Linked DNA regions of Zea mays: regions 2 and 3 are each linked to region 1. Evidence: chromatin contacts called from public Hi-C data. All regions are on one chromosome and are shown on one strand. The core of a region is the stretch at or near the end of the contact, and the rest is flanking DNA. Distances in the headings are between cores, read along the strand shown. Region 1 holds the start of LOC100285826 (lipid binding protein). Region 2 holds the start of LOC100193726 (Coatomer subunit gamma). Region 3 holds the start of LOC103632095 (exocyst complex component EXO84B).

The links. A called contact is a pair of places that touch in the nucleus more often than the background predicts.
Region 2: a Hi-C map of ear shows a contact between it and region 1, with 1.9 times the contacts expected there. The contact joins the promoter of LOC100193726 here to the promoter of LOC100285826 in region 1. A contact is called at or near these places in 3 of 25 Hi-C or Micro-C datasets (ear, endosperm and leaf).
Region 3: a contact with region 1 is called in a Hi-C map of leaf, with 4 times the contacts expected there. The contact joins the promoter of LOC103632095 here to the promoter of LOC100285826 in region 1. A contact is called at or near these places in 7 of 25 Hi-C or Micro-C datasets (bundle sheath, ear, endosperm and 2 more).

The regions. Positions count from the first base shown.
Region 1 is chr7:16,546,446-16,549,212 of Zm-B73-REFERENCE-NAM-5.0, reverse strand. It overlaps LOC100285826 (lipid binding protein), which reads right to left and starts at 1,370. Exons shown (of 3, transcript NM_001176841.1): 1 at 518-1,370. The coding sequence starts at 878.
Region 2 is chr7:16,794,492-16,797,258 of Zm-B73-REFERENCE-NAM-5.0, reverse strand. It overlaps LOC100193726 (Coatomer subunit gamma), which reads right to left and starts at 1,342. Exons shown (of 18, transcript NM_001358873.1): 1 at 1,116-1,342; 2 at 804-901; 3 at 606-656; 4 at 1-66. The coding sequence starts at 1,164.
Region 3 is chr7:16,717,967-16,720,733 of Zm-B73-REFERENCE-NAM-5.0, reverse strand. LOC103632095 (exocyst complex component EXO84B) reads right to left here and starts at 1,340. Exons shown (of 7, transcript XM_008653945.4): 1 at 857-1,340. The coding sequence starts at 1,066.

The sequences.
Region 1 (2,767 bases), core at 121-2,620:
CTAGACACGGAATTCATGTGACATGTGCTGCTGCTGTTCGAGACGTCCTTCTAGGCGCTGTCGTAACGCGGCGTTGTGTTCCTCGTCGTACGAGGTGACATCGGGTGGTGCCCAAAAACTGTCGTGACGTCTGAAATGATCTGTCGGGTCGGGCTTTGCTCTGATCTACTAGTATACTACGCTAATCTAATAAATTAATTGCAACCCACACGCATGTAACACTTTTAAAACCAAACAGTTTAGATTGTTAAAATTATCTCCACTTAAATATAATAGACTATATTATTTAGATTATCTTTCCTCATTCACTCCTTCCCGATCCTCCTCCTCTTACTCAAATAATTAACAAAAACTAAAATAAATAATGATTAGTATAAGAGTTTGTATGAATTAAACTAGCTTATCCAACTAGACGAGCTAGAAAAAAATAAAAAAAAATATCTCACAGCACTACACTTACTAGCAACTAAAATAAGGGAGGCTAGAGACTGTGGATGGATACAAACAGACTACGTACTGGGGCAGTCGGAGATGTTGGCGGGCGCGTGGCAGACGGCGGGGAGGCCGAGCGCCTTGTCGACGTTGAGCTTGAGGCCTAGATTGGGGTCGTCCCGGTCCTTGACCAGCACGCACAGGCACTTGCGGCTGCTCTGCAGCACCGCCTTGAGGCCCGCGCAGCAGTCGGGCGTCGGCGCCGTCGCCGTCGCCTGCTCCTGCACGTACGTCAGGCACGTCGCCAGCCCCGCCAACTGCTCCGAGCACTCCGCCCGGTCCGCCGCGAAGTCGCCGCCCACGCCCGACGACGTCATCATCGTCAGCAGCAGCGTCGCCACCGCAACCGCCGTCACGGTGGGCACGGCCCTCCTCCTCGATTCCATGGCGCGGCGGACGGAGGTGCGTGGCAGGGGATGATATGAGGTTGCAACGAGCTGCTTGGTTCTGGTTCTGGCCTTCTGGGCACTTGCTGCGGCTGGCCGGTATGTGGCTATAAGGCTATGGCTAGAGGCGGGCGGGGAGCGGAATATATAGACGGAGGGGGTGTGGGCTGTGGCGGTGTGAGCGCGCCGGTGTCGCTGCGGCAGCGTGCGCGCGGGGTGGTGTCATGGCGGCAGGTGAGGTGGTGGAGAGATAGAGAGAGCTAGCGCGCGCGGGACCCGGGATTCCGGGAATTAGTTGTGGCCGCGGACCGGCCCGGACGCGAACGTGGCTGCCGCCTATGGGCCACGGCCGGCCCTACGGGTGCCGTTGGGCCGGGTGCGGCGTGATGTAGCCATGTAGCGGCTGTGACGTGCGTGCATCGGCGGCGGCCGTTGAGGGTGCCGATTCGCTGCTTATTTGCCTCTGTCATATGCCGCCGGCGCGTGACGAACCTGATGGACGGATGCTGCTCATAGTTCACGAGAACGGAAATAGGGAACTATCCCGTCCTGGTTCCCCACGTACCCGTCCCACGAATTTCTATACTTTAAATTAATCTCTTGACATGTTAAACTCTAAAGTAGACATCTCTTTAATTTTAAACTGTGTTTGTTTAAATTAAATTAAATTAATATAGTCAATTTATTTTTACCTCCAAAAATTGTATTTTATAATAGCTAGGGAAGGGTTTTTTTATGGAGATAAAATTTATAAAAAGCTCTCCGGTTAGCGGGGCGGATAATTTTTCTCTCCGCACGAATGGTGTGGAATGGCCATCCCTGATCCTGGAATTCCGTACTAACATCCCTAGTTGACACAAAGATAATTAATAATTAATTATGAAGTCATATAAGGATACAATTTTAACTTGTTATGATATAAACATAAATCATAAAAAGTATCCATTTACTTATGTCAATTGGTTGGATCAGGAATCATCTAAAAATTAGGCACCTCATGCCCCCCTACAACGGTGCGACGTTTGGGCGTTTGGGAGGTGTCGGACACTCAGACCTCATGTCTATGGGCCACTCGGACGCGGACGTGGCTGTCGCCTATGGGCCACGGCCCAACGGGGTGCGGTAGCGGCAGTGACGTGCGTGCGATGGCGGCCGTTGTGTGTGTGTGTGTGTGTGGGGGGGGGGGGGGGGGGGGGGGGGTGGGGGGGCTGATTCGACGACTCTGTCATATGCCGCCGGTGTGACAAGCCTGAATGCCCGACTGACGGATGCTTTGTCCGGCCTTTCTCATTCAAAGCAAACAAACAGGCCCGCCACTGATATCAGGGGACGCCAAGAAGCCTTGAAGGGCCGTCGCTCGAGCTATCTATCCAACACGGCCCAACAGTGTAACCGATCGTCTAATCGGCTGTTCCATGCTGGGAAAAAATCTCGAAGGTCGCGAGCCACAACTCGTGCGGCTCGCGAGTCGAGCCGAACCAGGTTTTCGATCTCGTTGAACCAACAAGCTGAGCCAGATTTTCAAGCTCGTTGAACCAACGAGCCGAGCCGAGCTGATCTGGCTCACGAGCTGTACTAAATTAATCAACCTACACAATAATGATGAATATTGGATAATTTTATAGATATCTGACTCGTTTCTTAATCTTTAATGATGAATATATAACAATTATAGTTTAGATTACTTGTAATGTCGTGTTGTGATTATTTATTTCACATTTATATACTATTAATTCACTATATAATGCAATATTAGTTTTAAAAGTGAAGCTCGTGAGCTGGTACCGAGCCTCATTTTACAGCTCGGTGAATAGGCGAGCCGAGCTGAATTCGGCCACTGAGCGAGCCACATCGAGCCAAGCCGAGCTGAGCTGAAGCTGTCACGTCCG
Region 2 (2,767 bases), core at 93-2,592, 250 kb before region 1:
CCTAAGGCCCGCATCTTTAGACTGGAACAGCTTGGTCGTTGCAAAGAAGACCTCTGTAGCCTCAACCTACAATTTTCCACTCATAAAACTATCAAGTAGCACAAGTCATGGACTATAGCACAATGGCCAACCTGCAATTTTTCCACTCATAGAAAACTATCAAGTAGCACAGATCCTGGAGTAGAGCACAATGGCCACACTAATGTATTGAAGAAACTGCACTACATCACATGTGATTATATGTACTCCTGGCCCCCCTTTGTACTTGCAGTGTTTGAAGCATGCATAAGGTCTACTCTACACATTAAGCTAGCAAGTAACTTCTCACCTAATGTTATTCAGGGTACCAGGTGTTGAACCTAACTTTGTAGGTACCAACTTCTTTTCAGAGGACATTGAGTATGGTCAAACTTCACACTAATTTTAAATATATATGACAAGTACCATCAATCTGAATCTAAATAACCAGCCAAATTATGATTTGGAGGACGATAAGTATGGCCAAACTTCACACTAATTTTAAATATAAAAAGAGTACCAGCACTCTGAATCTAAAAACCCTGCCAAATTATGATCGTGGTAGGATAAACGATGTGCCAGTGTACCTTGGTAAAGGTATCACCCTGGTTGAGCAGGTACAGGAGCTTGGTGATAACCTGCAGATACATGAAGAAAACATGAGAAACCACACCTCATTTTGTGAGCCCTCGAATGCATTCGAATCAACATTCGCACAAGCTCGGAGAGATGGTATCGCGTGATCCCGTGGGGAGGCGATGAAATACGATTGTGCAGATAGGCACCTGGCAGCATCGCCGCGCGTCGAGCTGAGGGTCATGGAAGACTCGGGCCTCCTGCAGCACGGCGCCCTTCTCTATGCCCAGGAATGGCGAGTAGTACTCTGCAGCAGCAACCAAGCAAGCCAACAATCAGCCAAGAGCAATGGCGAAGAGCGAGGGAATCCGGGCCGGATCGCCCCAGATCTAGGGCGCGGCGAGCACAGATCTGGGCACATACACGCGCGCACGAACGCACGCAAGGGCACACACAACCGGAGGTGCGCAACGAAGAAACGAGACGAGACAGACGAGAGGCGCTGACGCGCGCGCGCTCACCTTCCTCGTCGAGATCGTCGTCTTTCTTCACGACGAGCGGCTGCGCCATGGCTGCGGCTGCTCACAGGGCCACGAGCGCGAGGGGTTTCCCCGGGGCCCAGGCGATGGCCTCGGTGGATTTGGAGTGAAGAGACGAGGAGGAGGCACGGAGCTTTACGGAAATGGAGAAGCGTGCGGATCTGAATCCAGCGCCGGGAAAGAACCGGGAGAGTGAGGGAAGGGTACCGGTACCACACTGGCACCCAGCGGGTTGATGAGCAGAGTTTCCTTTCCTTCGGATGCAACTCACGGCCTAAAAAAACAATCTAAACTCTACAGCACAACTGATTCAACCAGAATTATATAATAGATCTGCTCTAAAACGAAGCAGAGCTATATTAAACACGTTCTTATTGTAGCATTACATAATCGAACCATAGACTAATCAAATTTAATTGACTTATATCTATCTCGAGTAGATCCCCTATCTCATCCGCTATTTTATCCCATATTTCAAATTTCTCTCTGCAAACAGTGTCAAATAGTATCACCTACAGTTCTACGTCCTCTATTTTTACGTTCTACTGGAGACAGAATATAATTTGTATAACATATTCTATATTGTATTTAATTCACAATAAAAAACTAAAAAACTGATATCTGAATAGTCGTTTGCACCCCTGGTAATTACTTTTACCATTATACTATATTTAATACTTTTAACAAACATCTAAACATTCGATGTGAAAGGTGACGTGAGCTATATGCCAACTCCAACGCTGATCGATTTGACTAATAGGTGAATTTGATTAGTACCAGTTGAGTTAGAGCCATCAGTCATGTTATGTTTGGATCCATGGCGCTAAAGTTTAGCACTACAATTTTAACTACATTTTAGCACTTAAAGATCCAAACGAAAGTGCTAAAAACTGCTGAACTTTAACATTTATTAGTAGTTTAGATCCTCTAAGATGTGCTAAAGTGAGCTAAAAGTGATCTAGGATGAGGAAGACATCTCATACCCCCCTCACCCCACACTCACTCTCTCTATCCCGTATTAATTAGGGGTATGGATGTCTTTCTATATCTATGTGCTAAACTTTAGCACTTACATCCAAACACTACACATGTGCTAAACTTAGCTCTCCATTAAAGAGGGCTCTACTAAAGTTTAGCACATAAGATCCAAACATGCCCATAGTTAGTACCTATCATAGCGAAGACATCAAGAGACTAAAGGTAATTGAAAATGAGATGGCTAGGAGAGCGAAGGGTGAACCCTAGCACCCAGGGTACCATATCACAATATTATTAGCCTAATACACAAAAAAGTTTATAGAGGTTCAAGTAAATACCCTACATCCTCTCTTGTCATAGAACATTGTAGATAGGTGATATAAAGATTACAAGTCCCAAGCGAGAGGACTCATCTTAGGAGAGGGGTATGCTAAGACGAGCTAGACTAACTTGTCATGTTGTTGCTTTGGTCAGATAGCTTTCAAGTCTCTTAGCTTGAGTTCGTTGGATCTTGGTTTGGATTCTAGTTGGAGTTAAATGTTTTTTTGACCTTATGAACTAAAGTGAATGATGCTCTACCACCATTTACATGGAGTAATAGTGTGTATACCTCATGTGCCCCCTACCTATCATAGAGACAAATATATATATATATA
Region 3 (2,767 bases), core at 91-2,590, 170 kb before region 1:
CAATGTATTTAGAACACAGAGATGTATTAGCATGGTTGTGGTCCCTTTAATTGCTCTGATCATTATAACTAGGTTTGGACTCAAAATTTCTGTAGCAATAGCCATACCAAACTCAAGATGCCCTATTTCCAAAAGCAATGTCATGAATTCCCCATGTCTACCCAAAAATTGAATATAACCACATTTCATTTCTACATGGCAGCATAAATATAACCATATTTCATTTCTAAATAAAACCCGAACATAACCATATCATGATGCAACCTGAAGAGTGGCAACATATCCAAGCGTCAACTCAAGTATTTCAAAATCCCTGGCTTGTACTCAAATCTGCAGATAAAATCATAAGACAATACTCCTCTTGTTTGGAACATATTCAGTTTTCTAATTTGAACACACAGCAGAATAAAACAACAACAACAACAACAATAATATATGCCACCAGTATAGATTTTTTTCTACAGTGAAGCATACAAATTCCGATATCACCCCGACAAGTTATGCCAGATCATTTTTTCACTGCAAAGCACCCATTGCGCTAAGAACACACATTGAGATATCGATCAAGCACCCTCCTACAAAATGTCAAAGTGCATTCCCTGAATGACCAATCATTCAGAGAACAGAATCACTAATGCTGCGCAATTCGCATGAATTTCAACACCAACCACTGCGCCACAGATCACATTCGCCTAGTCCAATAGACACCCCAGTACCCCACCATGCAACAACGAAATGAGACCTCTCCACCACCCCCACGGGCCAACGCACCCTGACAACAGGCGCAGCAGGATGGAGCCCGCGAGCTGGACCTCGCAACGCGATCGGATCAGAGATGGCAGGCAGGTAGGCTCACCTTCTCGTTCATGGTCTGGCACTTGGACTGCACGTAGGCGTCGGGATCGAAGTTGTCGGTCTTGAAAATCTTAAGCTTGTCGGCGAGCTGCACTCCGCCATCGCCGCCGCCGCCTCCCCCGCCCCCGCTCCCCACCGCGGCGGCGCTGCCCACCGGGAACACCCCCGAGTGGCCCGCGGGCCGCGACCGCGACGACTTGGCCGACGCCATCCGAGATCCAGAACACCTCACACGACGACCGGGCCTCCTCCTCGGCAATGACGAATGGTTAACCCGAGACGGAGTTGGCGAGGGGAGATTGCTGCGGTTGCAGGTAGTGGTAGTTGTTACTCGCCAATCAATCAAACAAACAAACGAAGGGGAGGGAGGCTAATGATTTGGGAGGGCGGCTCGGCTAGGCTTAGGTTTGGTTTCATCCGCAGAAGTACTGTTTCTTTCTCGAAGTTAAGTATAATACACGTGGGTTGTAAGTTTGTGACAAAATGGTCCAGTGGTAAATTAGTGCGATGGGCCTCTTAAAAAATTAAATTTAAAATTAAGGTGTAACATATATTATTGTACTTTATCTTAGTTAAAAGACCGATAAAAATATGAGTTGAATAGAAGACTAACTTTTTTTTTGCTCGCTTGGTTGCTTATTCTCCTTTAACTAGCAAGTTTTACTATCCGGGAGCGTTGCGTATGACTTCATGTCATGAAGGGTTGAGTGTTTTCTTACGGTTCATCTGGGAGGTAACGACCTAATTGTTAAACGAAAGGTGCGTAGAAGAACAAATCTATTCTACGTGCTTCATATGTGACGCACGACACATAAAACTTGTGCTTTAAAGGAGTAGAGTTAGATGGTGATGTTTTTGTGCGTGTGCCAGAGTGTAAGTTCTCGTCCTTTTCTCCTCTCTCTTCTCTCTATCTCTACTATATAAAACTTCCACGATCGTCGTGCTCCCCTACATATAAATGGTAAAAAAGCTAAAATTATATAATATAGGAATTCTCACCTTGCCAGCAAAAACGCAGATGTCCACATGTATAGTTTTCATGCATAAACGAGGATTTAAACCATGGTTGTTGGCTCCAAACCACATTCACAAACCTAGCCAACAGAACACGTATCTTTGTGTTTTATACTCTATACTCAACCATAAATGGAAACCATGGCAACATACAAGCACTTTGCTAGTATTTATGCTATATAAAGCAGCAGTTTACATGGTTTCTACAATCATTGACTTTTGCAAAAAAAAACACTTATACTTATTTATATGGAACATGTAGTCCAATCCTCAACTCCAGTTGCTTGACATCACACTCTGTGTTGCCCCATCCATCTCTCTCTGCCTCGCGTCCCCCCGACGACGACCGTGGCGCGGGATCCCTCGACCTCAAGCAACCCGCCACCATGCCTCTCCAACATAGCCTGAGCAACTCGCTGTCGTGCCTCCCCGACATAGCCTGCTCCTCACGGGCATCATCCTCTGCCTCGGCCCCACCTTCGACGACCACGACATCAGATCCCCAAACCTCAGTCCACTCGCTGTCTATTGATTCCGTAGTGGGGTATTGTCGCCTTAAACCACCTCGAGTGCGGGGCCTATATCATGTCATGTCCTCTCCGTGTAGGACTAGTTTACCTGTAGCACCTAGGGTATCCATACCAAGGGCGTTGACAAAGTACATAACAAAAGAATGAACCTAAAAAGTCCTATAATTTAAAATGGAGAAAATAATAATAATTTGGAGCAATAGAAAAATGAAGCACACTTGGTGGTGCACTACCTGTCAAATTTTCACCCATAGTGTCTTCGAGCAACAAAACTATTTTCATATAATCAACTAGAACATAAATTATTAGTCACTTTACCATCAATTTTAGTTTTAGAATATATTGCACATATAATATTTAGAGTATTT